Linked DNA regions of Sus scrofa: region 2 is linked to region 1. Evidence: chromatin contacts called from public Hi-C data. All regions are on one chromosome and are shown on one strand. Each heading gives the region's core, a stretch centred on a gene start, on an enhancer-like site or on the middle of the called end of the contact. The rest is flanking DNA. Distances are from core to core; before and after follow the strand shown. Region 1 overlaps FKRP (fukutin-related protein). Region 2 overlaps ARHGAP35 (rho GTPase-activating protein 35).

Region 1 (2,711 bases), core at 82-2,581:
TCCCTGATCCCTGGGTCATGCAACCCCCTCAGGGCTCCTTCAGCCCCCTGGGTTCCCACTCTAGCCTCCCACTCTAATTCACTGCTGAGTAGGGTCCAGCCTGTGGCCTCCACTGGATTATGAGACCCATGAAGGCAGGTCCTGAGCCTGACTGGTCACTGTTGGGTGCCCAAGGCTACCCAGCACAGGGCTAGGTACTTATTAGGTGCTCAGGAAGTTTTTCTCAAATGAATCAGCTTCCCTTCTTTCATGTTTGATCTCACCCTTTTATTCATTGTCAACTTCTCACTCAGATTCGGGTTCAGTTATAAATGCCTGGATCCCATTGCTGTCCCCAAACTTGCACCTTCTTCTCTATGTTCCCTGCTCCAGGAAGCCAGGCCTGATCTCTCCTTCCCTTCCCTCCCACACCCTGGCCCCCAGGGGTCAAAGCCTCGCCACCAAGCCCCTCCCCCCACCTTCTTCTCACTTCCTCAAATCCTGTGCCATCTGGCCATCTCTTTCCTGATCATCAGCCAGATGGTTCTGGTTTTGCAAGAAAAGCTAGAAATTTTTTTTAAATCAGAATTTTTAATGTTGGCCTCTAATTAGTTTTTTTAGTAGAATGGGTCAAACTCACAGAAACAGGAAGTAGATGATGGTTGCCAGGGGGCTGGGGGGAGGGAGCAAGGGGGGGGTTGTTGTTGAATGGCTGTAGAGTTCCAATTTTGCAAGATGACAAAGTTCTGGAGATTGCACAATAACGTGGATCTATTTAGCACTACTGAACTATCAACCTGAAAACTTAAGACAACAAGTTTTGTTATGTGTTATTTTATCACAGTTAAAAAATCAATTTTTTTTTCTTTTTAGGGCCGCACCTGCAGCATATGGAAGGTCCCAGGCTAGGAGTGGAACAGGAGCTGCAGCTGCTGGCCTGCACCACAGCCACAGCAACACCAGATCCGAGCGGCGTCTGTGACCTACGCCACAGCTCACGGCAACACCAGATCCTTAACCCACTAAGCGGGGCCAGGGATTGAACCCAAGTCCTCATGGGTACTAGTCAGGTTCTTAACCTACTGAGCCACAGTGGGAACTCCAAAAAATCATCTTTTTTAAAGCAGAGTGGGCTGCATCAAGAGGTTGTGCTGGAGTTGCCTGGTGGCCTAGCAGTTAAGGATTCAGCTTTGTCCCTGCTGTGGCTTGGGTTACAGCTGTGGTGCAGGTTTGATGCCTCAGGCATGGCCAAAAAAGGGGCGGCGGGGTGGGGTGGGGGGTTAGTGCCTCACCTTTACTCCTTGGCTACACTCCTAAGCAACCCCTAGGTGGCGCTGTCTCCCTGTCCCAATCACAACTTGAAGCTTTGGCAGGTCTCCAGCACAGAAGGAATAAACAACTCTCCAGCTTTGAGCAGATACAGAAAGTTTCCCCAAGAAGGATCTTCCTAGGTTCTGCCCCTCCCAGAGAGGGGGACATCAGAGGCCCAGCGAGCCGTCTTGCCTCCAAAACACTTCTGACCCCTCCTCCCCATTCCCACAGCTCCCACTTGACCTGGGTTCACCCAGAACACTGCCCGGCCTCCCTCTGGCCTCCTGATGAAGCCCCTCCTCACGGCAGCAGAGGGGTCTCCATAAAGCACACATCGGACCTCTCCCTCTCTGCTCAGAATCTGCCATGGCTCCCTAGTGCCGTGTGGAGGAAGTTTAAGTTTCCAACAACATCCCATCAGGCCTTGTGTGACCTGGCCCTTGCCTGCCCCCCATTCCAGCCCCAGCTCCTGCCACGCCTCCTTGAGCTCTATGCTTAAGCCACCTTGGACTTTTCTTCAAACAGATGTTATTTCTAAGCCTTTGCAGATCCTGTTCCTTCTGCCTCTGGAACCCCCCTTCTCTCCATGCCTCTTTTCTCCTGGAAATCTGCTTATGCTCAGGCTTCAGCTCAGATGGCTCCTTTTCCAGGAAGCCCTCTCTGAAATGCAGGCTGGGCCAGAAATCCCCCCAGGGCTGCCTGTTCTAGACTGTGTTTCCCCCAGGAGGGGAGAGCCAGCGCTGTCTCCGTCACTCCTGTCTGTCTAGCGTGTGGCTGGGCACTGAAAATGCATTCGGTGAAAAGATGATGACCAGGAGTTCCCACTATGGTGCAATGGAATTGGCGGCATCTCTCATGCCAGGATACGGGTTTGATCCCCAGCTTGACACAGTGGGTTAAAGGATCTGGCACTGTCACAGCTGTGGTGTAGGTTGCAACCGCAGCTGGGATCTGATCCCTGGTCTAGGAATTGCATATGCCATGGGACAGTCAAAAAAAAAAAAAAAAAAAGAAAAAAAAGATGATGACCAGGGGCAGGGTTTCTGGGTTTCTGTGCCTCTGTAAAGCCCACTCAGGTCCCCGGGGCCAAATTCTGCACTGTGGCCATGTGCCTGGGGCCCTGCCTTGGTCTCCCTGTCTCCTCTCTCTCTCTCCTACCAGGCACGCTCTCCCAGCCCTCTTCACCCATCCCAGGCCTGCCTGCCCTCCTCTGACCCCGCTCAGAAGGCACTTAAGAACCTGAGTTGCACTTCAGAGCGACTTATTATTCTTTAGAACCTTAGAATTGCCTTCTGGGCCTTTGACGCATCCCTCCTTCCTTCCATCCTTCAGCATCTATTTGGGGAACTCCTACAACACAGCAGGCACTGTCCGAGGCACTGGGGACACAGCAGGGGACTCAGCACACACAGAGACGAACA
Region 2 (2,711 bases), core at 102-2,601, 200 kb before region 1:
TATTTTCTTTTTTTTTTGTCTCTTGTCTTTTTAGGGCCATATCCGTGGCATAAAGAGGTTCCCAGGCTAGGGGTCGAATCGGATCTACAGCTACCAGCCAACACCACAGCCACAGCAACGTGGGATCCAAGACGTGTCTGAGACCTACACCACAGCTCACAGCAACACCGGATCCTTAACCCACTGAGTGAGGCCAGGGATCGAACCTGCAATCTCATGGTTCCTAGTCGGATTTGTTAATCACTGAGCCACGACAGGAACCCCCTCCTATTCATTTCTGAATCTCTTACATATCACCTTGATTGTGGTAGGAAGATAACTGGTGAATAATCACAAAAATCTCTGTTTGGAGTTCCCGTCGTGGCGCAGTGGTTAACGAATCCGACTAGGAACCATGAGGTTGCGGGTTCGGTCCCTGCCCTTGCTCAGTGGGTTAACGATCCGGCGTTGCCGTGAGCTGTGGTGTAGGTTGCAGACGCGGCTCGGATCCCGCGTTGCTGTGGCTCTGGCGTAGGCCAGTGGCTACAGCTCCGATTTGACCCCTAGCCTGGGAACCTCCATATGCCGCAGGAGCGGCCCAAGAAATGGCAAAAAGACAAAGAAAACAAAACAAAACAAAACAAAACAAAAAAAAAAAAACCACAAAAAACAAAAATCTCTGTTTGTAGGCACAATTTCAGCAGTGTTCAATATTATGAAATTCCAGAGGCTAACAAAACAATTTGACAGTGACCTTGATATTTGTTGTGATAGGATTTGACACCATTTCCAAGCCCTGAACACACGCAGACACAACAGCTCCTATGTATTAAGTGGAAAGAGCTGGTCAAGTTGATGTTGCTATGGAAACCCAGCCAGGCTGGGAATAGCTACTTTTAGGCATGAAAATCTTTGTTCCATAATGTCCCTTAACACTAACTCTGGCATTGCCTGGCTCAGATAAACCCACCCTCTGACACATACAGCCCCACTCTTCACTCAACTGCTCTGGCTGTGACAGGTGCCGTGTTGGTGAGATACACTCCTCTCGATCAGGTTCAAGACCACAGAGCTCCAGCTGACTAGTTTTGGGCACAGGAAACACACAATAGGAAGCGGAAGCGGAAAATCTCCACCCTTTCCAGGCTCCAGTAGCAGCAAGAAGCTCCCTTCCTAATGAGTGGAAGTCAGCGGAAGCTACTATAGGAAGGGCAGCTGATGCCCCATCAATAACATCTTCCTCTCCTGCCTTCCACAACCCTCCAAAAACAAAAAGATGCTATGTCAGCAATTCCCGCAGAAACAATGGGATTCTACTGGGTGCCAGGACTCTGCTAGCCTCTAGATGGCGCCAAGTCAAGACAAATGCTCTCAGGAATCTTCAGGCTTCTGGCCCATACCTTCTCTTCCTAACAAGCTTAGCTTAGGTGGAAAGGCTCAGGATGGAGATTCCTACATTTCCCATCTGAGCCAGGCTGGAGCCTGCAGGAGAAGTGATTGCTGAGAGGACGTTTATTTTTGGATGGCAGGATCAGAGCAGAAGCTGGCACCTTGTCCCTGCTTCCAGCTCATCTGGGAGAAATCCAGACTCCTGCCCTGGGAAGGGAGATGGGAAGGAAGGCCAGGGAACCCTATGACAGTGCCAGGGAACTGTGTGCTTCTGCCCCATCCCCATGGGCTTGGATAAGCTCAGAAGCTGTGAATGATTTCAATCAGCTAAGACTGTTGTGTATAAAATATGGTGAAGGCGGCACCCAGATTGTGGAAACAAATACCAGGGAAATGCAGACCCCAGAGTGGTTACTCTAGGGGCCCTGCAAGCCCTGGCTCCACAGTTCAGGGTTGTGCTTCTGTCAGCATCTCAATTTCCCAAAGCCGCTGAGAATGTATATAACCCAGGACTTAAAAGACTGTGAATTTGTGACCTCCTCTAAATTTCCGCTCACGCCATCAGCCTTTTAAGTAAATCATACATGCTTAAATCTTCCTCTTTTGAGGTGGGTGGTAGCAAGATAAAACTAGTGTCCTGGGATCTGAGGGGACACACTCCATTTCCACTTCCCCACCCCCTTGGCCACTAGCAAGGACATCCCCTTCTGAAGCTGCACAGCAGTGGTGGCTTCTGGGGTCTTAATCCATCAGAGGTACAAAGTAGGGAGGCTGCCTTGGGCTAAAAAAGCTAGAAAGTGCCACCCTGAGTAAAGCTCTGAGAGGTCAGGCCCTCTCTGCAGCACTATGCAAGGTCTGAGAAAGGCTGCCCAGTGGGAAGGTTCCCACATGTGGACAAAGGCCTATGGAGAGAGGGGAGACTGGGGCAGAAAGAGCTGTCAGGGCAGGCGGGATGGCATGAAAGGTGACCTCTAAAACCAGAGGTGCTGGGAGTTCCCTTTGTGGTACAGCAGGTTAAGGATCTGGTGTTGTCACTGCAGCAGCTAGGGGTGCTGCTGTGGCGTGGGTTCGATCCCTGGCCTGTGAACTTCTACATACCAAGAATGTGGCCAAAAAACCCCCCCAGACAACACTCCCCAACCAGAGGTGCCAACTTGCTGCAGCCTCAAGTGATCTGGCCAGGGCCACTGGAGCTGCCCCCTTCCCTCAAGGAGATGGCTTCCTCAGAGGCTATCTGACCCCAGGCCACATGTTAAATGCCTTCTGTGAGAGATGGGAGCAGATGGGTGGGTGAGAAGAAGGGAAAGTAAGCCCTGCCATTTAACCGTCTGTTAGACAACCCT

What was found. A called contact is a pair of places that touch in the nucleus more often than the background predicts.
Region 2: a contact with region 1 is called in a Hi-C map of retroperitoneal adipose tissue, with 2.0 times the contacts expected there. The contact joins two enhancer-like sites. A contact is called at or near these places in 3 of 5 promoter capture datasets (fetal liver, fetal skeletal muscle and skeletal muscle), 10 of 47 Hi-C or Micro-C datasets (alveolar macrophages, blood, embryonic fibroblasts and 6 more) and 1 of 2 datasets of contacts at active chromatin or transcription factors (skeletal muscle).

The regions. Positions count from the first base shown.
Region 1 is chr6:52,631,376-52,634,086 of Sscrofa11.1, reverse strand. It overlaps FKRP (fukutin-related protein), which reads right to left. Exons shown (of 2, transcript XM_021094618.1): 2 at 1-2,711. Among named protein-coding and RNA genes, the nearest start is that of STRN4, 4.8 kb to the right of the region's middle. Within about 2 kb of position 1,331, at least 28 of the 83 cell types and tissues checked have an H3K27ac peak or open chromatin away from gene starts, as enhancers often do. A contact at or near this core is called in alveolar macrophages, retroperitoneal adipose tissue and skeletal muscle, where this site is marked.
Region 2 is chr6:52,829,546-52,832,256 of Sscrofa11.1, reverse strand. The region is part of intron 5 of ARHGAP35 (rho GTPase-activating protein 35); the gene reads right to left. Among named protein-coding and RNA genes, the nearest start is that of NPAS1, 27 kb to the left of the region's middle. Within about 2 kb of position 1,351, at least 8 of the 83 cell types and tissues checked have an H3K27ac peak or open chromatin away from gene starts, as enhancers often do. A contact at or near this core is called in alveolar macrophages, retroperitoneal adipose tissue and skeletal muscle, where this site is marked.